Regions from separate parts of the Arabidopsis thaliana genome. Here region 1 is linked to region 2. The links are chromatin contacts, called in public capture Hi-C maps. All regions are on one chromosome and are shown on one strand. The core of a region is the stretch at or near the end of the contact, and the rest is flanking DNA. Distances in the headings are between cores, read along the strand shown.

Evidence for each region. Capture Hi-C pulls out chosen DNA fragments and counts their contacts.
Region 1: a contact with region 2 is called in a capture Hi-C map of seedling, with 1.6 times the contacts expected there. A contact is called at or near these places in 3 of 26 Hi-C or Micro-C datasets (callus, root and seed embryo) and 1 of 3 other capture datasets (seedling).

What each region holds. Positions count from the first base shown.
Region 1 is chr1:24,652,690-24,655,389 of TAIR10.1, forward strand. AT1G66190 reads right to left here and starts at 1,309. Exons shown (of 1, transcript NM_105290.3): 1 at 52-1,309. The coding sequence starts at 1,152. The coding sequence ends at 340. It overlaps GSR2, which reads right to left. Exons shown (of 10, transcript NM_105291.4): 10 at 2,426-2,700.
Region 2 is chr1:24,567,564-24,570,263 of TAIR10.1, forward strand. AT1G65985 (transmembrane protein, putative (DUF247)) reads right to left here and starts at 1,403. Exons shown (of 6, transcript NM_001334231.1): 1 at 1,194-1,403; 2 at 729-932. The coding sequence starts at 907.

The DNA of each region.
Region 1 (2,700 bases), core at 59-2,558, 85 kb after region 2:
ATGTATTTCTATATTACACTCTACCAATAAATTATTTTAATAACTGTACTTAGTAAAAAGGTAAGCTGTAATTAAGTAATTCTTATGATGTAAGGGAGATAATACTAATCTAAACTCACAAATGAGCTAGAACAATTTCATTTTTTTTTTTTGGTCAGTTTTTCCCTAAAGATGTAAATATTTACTCAAACTGGTAAAAAAAAACATAGCTAGTGAAAATCGCAAACTGAAAGTAAGAAATGTACAATTAAATCAAACAAAACAAAAACAATGTTCAAAAGAAAAAGTCCTTCCAGCCTAAAAAGTCTTCAAAGTTCAACAACCCAAGAACCACTAAAGTTAGCAATGACCACTTTGAGTCTTGCCACTCCCACTTGCCGCCGACCTGACCAGAGCCTCTGCAGCCACCGCAACCTTAACCGTTCTCCTTCCGGCCTGCGAAGCCACGTCATCACTTCTCCCACAAACCGTCGACCCTGGACCCATCACAATCATTCCCTTCCATAAACTTCTCTTGCTCACCTTTTTCATGAAGCCACCATTATAACTCTTGTCATTATTTGTTTTACTTCTAGTAGTAGTATTACTGTCACTACCATTTCTCTTCTTCAACAAACCATGATCATCAAAACCATAATCATCATTACGATTATGATTATGATGATCATCGCCGTTGTGCTTCAAAACACTACTTAAACTCGTGGAGAAACTAGAATCATCAATGTTAAGCCTCTTGGAGATGTTCTTGGTTTCGTAAGTATCAAGAAGACGAGAGTAATACGTTTCTTGATCCCCACGAAATTGATAATTCGTGTACCAAAGCGGAGACTTAGTAGAAGAAACCCTATTCTCGGCCAAAACCCTATTCTCAGAGAGGATCATGTTCTTCGTGGCTTCGATCTTGTACCGTGAAGGTCGAGGTATTCTTTGTGCTCTCGTTACATCAAACTCTCTCATAATCGGTTTGCCTTCTTTCCGTAAGTACCAAGCCCACGCCGCCGCCTTCACCACCGCTAAATCATCTCCTCCTCCTCCTCCACCATAAACCATCATCGCCCGTTTCTTCTTCCTCCTCTTGTTTACGTTGTTGTTGATAGCATTCTTCTCCGAGACGGATGGTGAAGAAATGTAGTAGTTGGCAAATGGGAGCATTGTGGGAATAGAGTAAATAAAATTTGTGAGATAAACGTTAATAGTGGCGAAGGGAAAGGCTAAGGAAAATGATTGAAGAATATATTTATTTCGTATTAAAGGAAATAGTAAAGAAAAATGAAAGTAAGTAGGTGTGTTGGCCTTACTTTAAGGTCCACCAAATGGATACGGCAATCTAAATAATTCCATGGAGAAAATGTTTTTTTATATTTCTGTGTTAGTTGGATTTGGAATTGCATAGTGCTTATCCTACGTATCACCAGCGGTCCCGTATACGTATACTTAATTCGTGCATTAATATCTCAATAAATATGGGACTACAAGTCCTTGTTATGGACTGGACTACGAGAATATGGTTGTGACAGAAAAAAAATTAGATACAAGATTCAGTTTTTCCAAATTTTTAATTCATTTTGAAAAGATTCTTTGTTATTATAGTATGTGGAAGAAGTAACCACGCACTTTCTTCTCCACCTTGAAGTGTAAAGCTTTTGGTTTCGATGACGATGACGATGACGATGACTATCCAATTATATTATTTTAAGTCAACAAGGCTTATTGTGGAGATGAATGTTGTTGTATGATAAGGAATTATTTCTGTCCAACAGTTTTCTTACGCAATTAAATTTCAAGAACATAAGTATGATGGTCCCGTACCACAATAAGTTTTTGTTAGTTTGTGGTAAGTAATGGTTGTTTTAAAGTTCACACATTTTTGTGAAGAGGAGAAGTCTGGTTTCAAATGACTAGTCAAGACTATTAGCAGAAGACAAATATATGAACGAACCTTAGACCGATCCGATTACGGCCCATGATGGATCAAAATCACTTGCACCCATGTGACAGATAATGTTGGTATATTGCTTCTAAAAATAGACAAAAGGCTTAATTAGTACCGTTTATAGAAGTAAGAGTGCTCTTAGGAATAGTTCGGATAACTTTCCTTTTAATACTACTGCATAGGCAAGATCACAAAATGGAAACAACAATTTTGTGATTGAAAAATTTGTTATGTCTTCACATTAAACAATTGTTATGCCAATTTATAGATATAATAACATGGACTCAAGCTTACAAGGCTGACTTATATTCAATATAGTCCACTAGATATTATGGCCCATTATTCATTACCTTGATGGTCTCGTTAGTGTCCCCATTGAGATCCACTTTGTTATCAAGGAAGGTGAAAGGAAATAAAATTCCGGAGAAGTAGTCATTTGTTCGGTCTACTGATAAGCATCCCACATTGGTGGTTTGTTTGCAAACAAAGGGGTTCAAAAAGCCGTTGATATGAGTACGCAACGATCTTGTGAGTCATAGATCAAAAACGGACCAGACAGGATCAACATTGGTGTTTCATGTTTGTATAAAATGAAAAATAAAAGAGATCTTTAATTAGTCTCTAACATTGAAACATGAAGAGGCCTTTTCAGATTGTATTATTAGTACCAATACCAAAGGTTTCAATAAAGGTCAAACAAACAGAGCAAACCGAATTTGCTCTAACCACAGAACCCAAAAGATTATAAAAAGAAGAAAAAGAAAGAA
Region 2 (2,700 bases), core at 153-2,652:
AGAAACAGAAATAACCAAAATATATAATTCGAGGAAGTCCTTTTTTTTTTTTTTGAGCAAAATTCTAGGAAGTATGTATGCTTTATAATTTAATAGATCTGGATTTTCCAGATCTCAGAAACAGCTTCTCAGATCTGAATATGCTAATTCCCCGAATTTGATCTGAATCCGAAGAAAATAGCGAAACAAAGTATTAAATAGAATATAATCTGATTGATTTCATAAACATTTGAGAACATTTTCTAACATATTTTTCATGAACATTATTAAAGATACTCCAAGTTTTTAAAATGAAGTTTATTTTTTGTGATATTTTCAGGTACTCATCAGTTTATTATATAATATACAGATTTTTTTTTTCGACATATAATATTTAGATATATCTAATACATATATTAAAAAAAATATATATATCAAAATGGATCCAACTTATCCGGATCTAGATTCCCGAAAATCTGAGTCCTAACCTGTTTTTTTTTTTTTTACTAACCTGTTTTTGAATTGGATCGGATCAAATTCAAATATTAGGTCAAATCGTAATTGAGATGATAGCTGTATTTGTTGATAAATTTTTGAGTTCTTTTACATTTTAATATTATTTTAATATATTATCAAGAAAATATAAGCATTTGCCCAAAAAAAAAAGGAAATCAAGAAAATATTGACGATATTGTACATATATTTATCGTCATATATATTCGTCTGTGTGTGTAATGTGTTTGACGTACCATGGATTGCTACTTGTTTCAGCGCCGTCCTTAGCAGTTGATTTGAGAGAACGATGAAGTGGGCCAATGACGACCACCTTGGGTGTATAGGCTTCAGGTTTCACTACTCGCATCCGATTTGGTACTCTATAAATGCAGGGTTCCTGAACTTTTTCATCCAAATCTATATGAACTTCCATCTTGGATTAGTCCAAGGACTTTTTTCTGTTTTGCACAAACAAATAAAAAGTTGAAGACTCGAGTATAATATATTCTTAGATCTATTTCTAAACCGAGATGGGTTCTATTTGAAAATTGGTTTCAATTATTATCTTTGTTCACATCATGCATGCTTATAGATAAATATATATATATATATAAATATATATATATATATATATATATATAAATATATATATATATATATATATATATATATATATATATATATCAATTAAAGACATAACTATAAGGAAGAAAGCTTACTGGTAATATGGATGAGCTATGGGAAGAAGATCCGTCTCTTTTAAACCCTTTAACGATTTTTCTTGTTTAGAAAATTTGACAGAGAGGGGGTATTTCAGTATTATGAAAATTTGTTCGAAGTAGATGATCATATATAAGTCAATGAATAACATGGTACAACTTGTAGTTATAAAAAGAGAGATTTCTTTAAAAGCAGGAAGATGTGTCTTTTAGTATTGATAAAAATTTTTGACAGAGAGCGAACCTATAAGTCAATGAATAAAAATATAAAAATAGTACAACTTGTAGTTATAAAAATATATAATACGGAATACTTAATAATTCGTATGGGCCTCAAATTTTTAATGGTCCCACTCTGTTAATAACAATGATCTCCAAGTATTAATACAGTAAAACATCTAGAACTCGCAATAATTTTTGTTAGAATTCGTCTATAATATTTTTACTTCATTAAAATTTGTTGGTGTTGTCTTCTACACACGATACTTGCTTTCTCACTTGTACTTAATTGTAGAAAATTAATATTTACAACAAAAAAAAACTTATTTTAATTAGAAATTTTATTTTAAACTAAGAAATTAGACAAATTTTTCTACAAATTAATAAAATATATAAATCCAGATTTTATTAATTTATAAAAGTTTTTCTGGTTTTTTTTATTAAAACATGAAAATAGTACAACTCATCCTAATTGTTACTTTATGAAAATAGAATAAGTCATTGTTGCCATATTTCGCCATGATAATACAAGCCTAGATTAGCTTGGTAAACCTCGACTTAATTTTATGATAAATACAGTTTTGGCAAAAAAAAGAAAGAATAAACTGCAGAAATATTATTTTTAGTTTTTTACTCGGTAATACATCAACTGAACAGAGGTAAATATTGAATAAAAAAATATAAAGTTGTGCTAAAGAGGTTATCCAACAAGGTAATCATACCCTTTGTGTTGCGAAAGGAAATGAGAATGTGAACACGACTTTAATGACAATTAATGATGACCATTTTCAATAATTTTCTTCATGAGCTAATTAGATAATGAAGTAGTTTTAAGAAAAAAAAAAAAGTAAATGAAGTAGTTGGAACGTAGCTTCCTTACATTAACTCTTCTGGACTTTTAATTATATATATATATATATATATATATATTTATATATGGATTCGTGCTCGCAGGCTCACAGCATCAAGTTAATACTTAATACCGTTGACTAGTTAGAAGAAGAAAAACACCCATCGTGCGTTTTTTTGTGTGTGGCCAGGTCATACTACTATTGCTAAAACATTAGTAATCGATAAATAAGACTATTTACTTAACTAATAATAATACTATAATAGATAACCAACCAAAATTATACTTTCATGTTTCTCAATACCCAAGCTTTCAGGCCAGGGTTTAAATTTCGAGCTGAAAAGCTTTTGTTTCAAACAAAGGATTTCGATTTCGTGTCATTGTTTAGATATCGTGTTGAGATTCACTTCGGGTTTATCTTTCGGGTTGGGCATTAGT